Regions from separate parts of the Ovis aries genome. Here region 2 is linked to region 1. The links are chromatin contacts, called in public Hi-C maps. All regions are on one chromosome and are shown on one strand. Each heading gives the region's core, a stretch centred on a gene start, on an enhancer-like site or on the middle of the called end of the contact. The rest is flanking DNA. Distances are from core to core; before and after follow the strand shown. Region 1 holds the start of PLG (plasminogen). Region 2 overlaps MAP3K4 (mitogen-activated protein kinase kinase kinase 4).

Region 1 (4,242 bases), core at 1,727-4,226:
TTTTGTTTTAAAATGACATGGTCTTCGGGGAGGGGAATGCAGAGATGTTCATGATAAAGAAATGACACGGTAGAGTAAGAATTAACATAACATTGTAAATTAACTGTATTTCTATAAGATATATTTTTAAACAATTTTAAAAAGAAATGAGCTGCCTTACAATGACAGTTCCCAGACGGCAGAGCCTGGGCTGAGAGGAGCTGAGCCAGGGCTGGAAGAAGCTGGGGAGTCTGTGGAGAAAGGAGACAGGTGCCCACATCAAGCCAGCAGCGTGAGGTCTGTGCCATCTCCCCTGGGCAGATGTCACCTGGCCACAACTTCCGCCCCAAGGAGGTGGATGCGGGTGAAAACAAAGGGGCTTCTAGCCCACTCCCCTTGTGAACTTGCTCTTTCCTTGTGTTCAAGGTACTTTCGAGGAATTAGAGGAATTAGTCACTTTAATGCCGGAAGGGGAGGAAGTAGCTAATTCTTCTCTTCCTATGAGAACCTGAGTGGATCTTGCTTGCGGGCCCCATGCTGGGCAGAGCCTGTCTCTTATTTGGTATCCTTAGTGCCCCCACCCCCACCCCTACAAGCACACAAGTGTAGCAGTGGTCTTCACACATCTTGGGTACAAAAGTTTCCTGGAGTTCCTTTAGGTGTAGACTGGGGAGGGTAGAGACTGTGATTTGTAGAGAGATAGAGACCTTTTACACAATCCTAGAAGAACCTAGGTCTTCCCAGGCGGCGCTAGTGGTAAAGAACCTGCCTGCCATTGCAGGAGACACAAGAGACATGGGTTCAATCCCAGGGTCGGGAAGATCCCCCGGAGGAGGGCATGGCAACCCTCTCCGGTATTCTTGCCTGGAGAATCGCATGGACAGAGGAGCCTGAAGGGTCCACAGGGTCTCAAAGAGTCAGACACAACTGAAGCGACTTAGTACAGAAGAATCTAACTCCTACTGTGTGGTCAGTACATACTTAATGAATTGAACTCCACGATAATAGACATCTCAGAATTTATTTGGCCTGCTACACTGTACTGAGATGATCTGTTTCTTTATCTCTTCCCTCAGCTTCTGCCATTCTTTCAAATAGAAAATGACTGATAGAGAGTTAATTGTCTTTATGGTCTTGCACGGTCCAGCATTCCTTCCAGAGAGTCGGAGTGGGATTTCTACGCACAATCTAGGGGAGTCCTTCTCTTTGTGCCTGCCCTGTGCCTGTGAAGCTGAGCCCCGTGGGGCCGAGCCGTAAGGGGAGCCTCCCTCCAGCCACACCATCTACACCTAAGCAGCTCATGCCTCTTTCCTCTTCTTTTCCACTGCAGGGAATGAGGCCAGTAGCCACACTCCGCTTCATGTTTGCCCGTGTTCTTATGGAGCTGCTGTACTGTGAAGGTGATGAAGAATCCGTAGTCAGAAGGACACGGAGGGCAACCTTGTTCAGATAATAACGATTGTAGAACCACATGTATTCTTGCAGCTAACAAGAGTTGAAAGGGGGCAAAAAGCATACCACCACCATCCGTAGCAGAAAAAAAGTAGGAAGTGGACATTTATGCCTTTCAATGGTGTTGGCTTCATCCCTTGTGAGCCAAGTGACCTTGGAAAGTTAAACTTGCTCAGCCTGTCGCCTTAAGTGGGGATGATAGTAATATTGCTTGTGTTTGTATTATGATTTTTTTGTTTATTGTTGGCTGTGCCGGGTCTCTGCTGCTGTGCAGGTTTCTCTCTAGTTGCAGCTAGCGGGCTCTGCTCTCCAGGGGCAGCGCATGGGCCTCATTGCCGTGGCTTCTCGTGTGCAGCACCAGCTCCAGGGCACGTGGCTTCAGGCGTTGCCGCTGCCGGGCTCTGGAGCACAGGCTCAGCAGTGGCACATGGGCTCAGTTGCTCTTAGTCCCACGGGCATGTGGGATCTTCCCGGACAGGGATCAAACCCCCGTCTCCAGCACTGGCAGCTGTGTAACCAGGAAGGGTTAATTTCAAATTTACATTGGATCTGCTTCCGTGCCTTTAACCCTTTTTTGTTATTGTAACCATACATAATGGCCTGCGTCAGGGAGATAACCTGAGCCACCCATCTGCAAAGGACTGTAAGGAATTGAGAGACAGAGGAAACGGATGAGAGGATGAGATGGTTGGATGGCATCAAGGACTCGATGGACAGGAGTTTGAGCAAGCTCCAGGAGCTGGTGATGGACAGGGAAGCCTGGTGTGCTGCAGTCCATGGGGTCACAAAGAGCCAGACACGACTGAGTAACTGAACTGAATCAAAGGAAGTAAAACGAACACATTCTCCTGCTTGAGGCTTGACATCCTAGGGGACATTTGCAAGGGCTGAACAGACTTTCTGCTTTGCTTCCTCACCTCTCTGGAGGTGACTCATCATTTATGGATCCATCTTTTATGGATCTGGCAACCAGGCCCTGACAAGACGTCTATTTTGAGGCGCTAGCTTGCCATCTTCTCAGTCAGCCAGGCCCCCCGATTAAAGTCTTTCCTTGCTTCAGCCCCTCATCTCTCAGATTCACTGGCCTGTCATGCGGCTGGCAGAGTGAGCTTGGACTCAGGAACAGGTAGACTCCCAACCAGTGAGCCACCAGGGAAAGCCCAGCACTGCTGCTTTGAAGTTTGAATGAAACTGTGCAGGAGGTCTGGCACAGAAAAGTTCTCAGCACATGGTAGCTATTGTTGTATTTTTTGTTTTACCCAAAATAAATCGAAAGAAGGAAGAGGGAAGGAGAGAAGAGTAAGTGGAAAAGATGGGCTGGGGGGTGCGTTGCGCAGGAAGGCAGAGCAGCCTGGGGCAGCCGGGGTGGGGGCGGGCAGTCTCCACCACTTCCCAGCATCTATTGTAGACTCCGCTGTCAACATTTTGTAAGATCCTCCTGTCCAGATAATGTTTGAACCCTCAGAGCACAGAGGCAGTGGGCCTCCGGGAGAATGATTAACTCCGTGTGATTATCTTGTCTGTGGGTGTGTTTCCTCTCCTGTAAGTCAATAACATCTTGGGACTGGGACACACTGTTTTTGGGACGCTGCTGGCCAGTCCCAAAATGGAACATAAGGAGGTGGTGTTCCTACTTCTCTTGTTTCTGAAATCAGGTAAGACTTATAGATTTTGTTTTTCATTTGAATCAATATTTTTTTTTCCTAGCAATATGTTAAAAATAAAGCCATCATAGTTTTATGGGCAACTTGCCGAATTTAGCTTTTGATTCATCAGATTCCCAGTTCAACATCTACGATGGTGGAATTCTTCAAGAAATAAGGTTCGTTTCCCTTATGTGAATACTGGAGACAAGTGGACAGAGAAAATAATGAATGACGCTTTCAATATAAAAGACGGAGCCCAAGTGATAGTTATTTTAGTTGAAAAAAATAGCCCAGAGTGCTAACAACTCCAAAAGTTGTTTGTCTCTTTGCCTGGTTCTCAGTTTGGTTAAGCTAGACCATTTTTGTTAAGGTTTTTATATACTCCTGACTTACAAATGTGAACAACGAAATGTCTCTGACCACAGTCTTTGACCAGTGTGGTTGTGTCGACTTATTCCCTACAGCTCAGCTTGCTTCTTATGCTGGAGAAACCACAGGCATTGCTTAGTCAGGAGATGTACATACAGTAATTCAACAAATCTCTATTGAGTGCCCGAGGTAGAGTGGTACTTTTTTATCCATCCATACCCACGTGTGTCCTTTAGCATCAACAGTTTATTTAGCTGATACAATGGGTATTGTAGTGGACTTATCCACGCTTTATAAATGAGGAAAGCTGTAGTTAGGAAAATCACATCATTTGCCTATTGACCAAACTCCCAAAGCCAGGAAGTAAAGAAACCAGGACTTCAGTCAGGGTTTTCTGAGAAGGAATTCGATGGGTCTCACTTTTTCAACTTTGTTTAAAATCTTCTTTAAAATATTCTAAGCATGTCTTTGAGGCTCTTTTTTTTTTTTGACAGTTTTATTGAGATATGATTCACATACTATATAATTCACACATTTGAAGCATGTGATCTAATGGGTCTCAGCATTTAGAGTTGTGCAACTATCACGGTACTTTTAGAACATTTTTATTAACCCCAGTCTTTAAAATGGATGGCATCACCGACTCTGTGGACATGAGTCTGAGCAAGCTCTAGGAGTTGGTGATGGACAGGGAAGCCTGGCATGCTGCTGTCCGTGGGGTCACAAAGAGTTGGACATCGCTGAGTGACTGAACTAAACTGAAACTTTAAAAATAAACATAAGGGATGATTCTTGT
Region 2 (3,678 bases), core at 1,045-3,544, 120 kb before region 1:
TTCATTAGGATTTCATTAGAATACATAAAATACTTTTGCCACCTGATGCAATTGAGAGCTGACTCACTGGAAAAGACCCTGATGCTAAGAAAGACTGAGAGGAGAAGGGGATGACAGAGGATGAGATAGTTGTATGGCATCACCGATTCAATGGACATGAATTTGAGCAAATTCCGGGAGATAGTTAAGGACAGGGAAGCCTGGCGTGCTGCAGTCCATGGGGTCGCAAAGAGTCAGACACGACTTAGCGACTGGACAACAACATCAGGATAACTCTTGGAGTAGGAATTAGGCTCTTGACTCTCGGCTCATAATCTAACTAAAAAGGAGCAGTGAACCAGGGAATATTTAACACCAGCTCCCCCTAAACTATTATCTTGTGTGGTGCTTGCCAATTTTCTTGGTGTGGATACACCTATCACAGAGGTTTTCAATCCACCAAAAGGACATCACTGAGCTGTGACTTGGGGGTGTGCACGACCCACAGGGGTGCCCTGGAGCCAGGACAGCCAGCCCCACACATCACTGTGTGTGAACCCCCTTTCTCGATCCACCCCCAGTAAACGATCAAAGCACTGTAAGAGCCATCCTCTGCTTCACCACCCCAATGACTGAACTCGCTTATTCTGAGTCTACCATGTCAGCGCCCAAAACGGCAAGACCTTCTATGAACTGATTCATTCCATTTCTCAATAATTCAGCATTTTCCCAGGTGAGAGCCTATGTAGTGACTTCTTTCTTTAATCCTGGTATAAAGAGATTCCGGTGTTATGAAACCCCAAAATGTGTTTTCTATCAAATGCTGGAAGGTGAGAGAAAACACCTCTAGAGAAGTTAGTTCCGCCTTAGCACTTCCTAATGTTGACTCACAGGGTACTGTTGATAACTGGCCACAAAATAGCTCTGAGTGGCACATAAGCCACAAAAACAGCACTTTAACATGGCTCACCCTCAATACTGTGTGCACACAACTGAAGGAAACACAGATGAACCAGTCACGGTTTCTCCTACTCAAGCTTAAAGTTCAACAGAAGGGGTAAGGTGAGTGTGAAAACAACAAAAATGCACCAAACGTCAGTTAATGTATTCATGGACTACTGCAGAGGCTTTAAAGGACAGAAACTAGTTAACTAAAGACAGTCCGGAACATGCGAATGAATTCTACCCTAGCAGTTCTTAGTCAACTGAAACTACATCGTCTCTAAGGATTAGCTTAAATAACAGTCACCTCCAAGGACAATTTCACATAAAACCATAACTAAGAGATCACACGAAAAGATGATACAGCAGTCACACACAAATCCCTTTAGATCTACAACCCACATTCTTCGAGTCCAACATGATTTGGCCTCAACAAGGGGCATATTATAGGCTCACTGCCAAGGGTAAAACTACATAAGATCAGAAATGGGAGAGGAAAGGAAATCAGCCCCAACCTTATTTCATCTGAAGCACTGCTGTCGTCGGCACTGTTCCAGAATTCTGTACAGCTCTCCTGTAAGCCAGCTTCTAGAAAGCTTCCTGTCGATTTCAGCAGCATTCCTGCAATGTCACTAAGGGAACAGAAGCAACAGACGTAAACCAGAGAAGAAAAACCGTCCCCCCTCAGTCTAACTCTGGAATGAGAAACTGAAAGATTGAGCTGGTATGTCGACAGTTCAAAATCAATGACAGTGACACTTCTCCTTTAACATAAAATCACGATTAACATGAAAAAAAGCAGAAATCGCGATCGTGGAATGTATCTACCTTTGTTCTACTACCAGTTTTCCATTATAAACCTTAAAATCTTAAATTACATTCACAGTAGCTATGTCATTACCACAGGCTACTTTCATCTTAAATGTTCAAAATGGTATAAAGTGGGCTCAAATATGTATCTATGACAAAATATTTTTAAAGGCTCAATAAACTAAATGATAGCATAAGAAACAAAGTGAATTCCTTAAATGCAGTTGCTTTTAAAAACTTCCATCACAATTTTCATAGTCAATGAACATGAACTACTATAATCACTGATGCTTCTCATCAAGTATACACTCTAAATACTAGGGTTAAAAATGCAAACCCAAATGTATAAAGCAAATCTAAATGAGTCCAGCGAAAATTCAGCAGCAGCCTACTGACTTCTATGATGAGAGGAGCTTGGAGCCTAGTGAAACAGAGCAGTAAGCCCACAGCCAGCATCAGATGGGGCAGAAGGTAACTACCAGGGCAGCTCTCTGAGGGCGCGGGCTCAACAGGCCCTGCAGGTAGGAACTAGAACAGCAGAGGGCAGCGGGGTTCTGTCAGGAGGAGCACGGACCAGGAGGAGGGGGAGGGCAAGTCGAGGAAGAACAGGAAGGATGATCGAAGCGCACGAGGGTGTGTTAAGCAGGAGGCGGGTCCGTGAAGAGAAGCTGCCAAGCTGGAAAGAGCAGAGCAGAGGGGAGTGAGACCAGGACGGTAACCCAGCCGTGCCAGGGGAGGCCTCGGACGTCCAGCGACTGTGTGATCGTGCTCTGGTAGGCAGAGAGGGTGGGCTGTAACAGGGACCAAGTGGGAGAACGGCCTGACTAAAAACGTGCCTGTAAAGGGCAGTAGTGTACAAGGACATTCAGGATAAGTTATTCAGCAACTAATCAGTATCTGTTATGGAGTAATGAGCAGCAAACAGAAGAGATAAAACTTCTTCAGTACATGGAGGGGAAAAAGAAGCAACAAATCAAACAAAAAAGAAGACTACAGAGTACTTCAACTATTGACAAGTGCTCTGGAGAGGAAAAATTAAGGAAGAACACTGAGGTGCTCTTGCAGGAGTTTCAACTTTAAACGTGGAGAAGATAACATCTGGCCAAAGACCTGCAGGAAGCGGGGAAGTAAGTCGTAGGAAACAGCCCGAGCACAGGGATGGGCAAGCGCAAAGAGCCTGAGGCAGGCGCAGGCCGGGCCTACGAAGAAAAGGCAGGAAGGCACTGCGGCCGCAGAGGACGCGCAGGAGAGCCCAGGAAAGGAGGATACGGAGCTCGTGAAAAGTCAGACTGTGCCTGGTCTCACGGGCCACTGATTAGGTGCTCTTACTCAAGCACGGAGAACCACTGGCGTATTTTTGAACAGAGGTAAAAATGGTCTGCAAGGAGATCAAATCAGTCCATCCTAAAGGAAATCAATTCTGAATATTCACTGGAAGGACTGATGTTGAAGCTGAAGCTCCAATACTCTGACCACCTGATGTGAAGGGCATACTCATTGGAAAAGACCCTGATGCCTGGAAAGAGAGAAGGCAGGAGGAGAAGGGGACGACATAGGATGAGATGGTTGGATGGCATCACCAACTCGATGGATGTGAGTTTGAGCAAACTCCGGGAGATGGTGAAGGACAGGGAAGCCTGGCGTGCTGCAGTCCGTAGGGTCACAAAGAGTCAGACACGACTGGGCAACTGAACAACAGTAACAAAAAATTGTCTGATGTCCAGTTTAACAGGATCACTGAGAATAAATCTTAGAGGATGCAGGGCAAAAGCAGACTCCTGAGGGAGCTGCTACAGCAATACAAGGGAGAAATAACAGGCTGGGAAGCGGGGAAATGGGCAGTGCTGAGCGGAGGTCAGATGCTGGTTATACCCCAGAGGGATAGCCATGGGGAACTAGAGATGGTGTGTGAGAGAAAGAATGGGGTCAGGGTTAACGTCAAGACGG

Evidence for each region. Hi-C and Micro-C count contacts between places; a contact is called where the count stands out from the background.
Region 2: a Hi-C map of mixed tissues shows a contact between it and region 1, with 2.6 times the contacts expected there. The contact joins the enhancer-like site here to the promoter of PLG in region 1. A contact is called at or near these places in 8 of 16 Hi-C or Micro-C datasets (hypothalamus, liver, mixed tissues and 4 more).

Annotation. Positions count from the first base shown.
Region 1 is chr8:84,362,952-84,367,193 of ARS-UI_Ramb_v3.0, reverse strand. It overlaps PLG (plasminogen), which reads left to right and starts at 2,976. Exons shown (of 19, transcript XM_012183211.4): 1 at 2,976-3,086. The coding sequence starts at 3,038.
Region 2 is chr8:84,487,832-84,491,509 of ARS-UI_Ramb_v3.0, reverse strand. It overlaps MAP3K4 (mitogen-activated protein kinase kinase kinase 4), which reads right to left. Exons shown (of 26, transcript XM_060419877.1): 7 at 1,437-1,553. Among named protein-coding and RNA genes, the nearest start is that of TRNAG-GCC, 94 kb to the left of the region's middle. Within about 2 kb of position 2,294, at least 3 of the 54 cell types and tissues checked have an H3K27ac peak or open chromatin away from gene starts, as enhancers often do.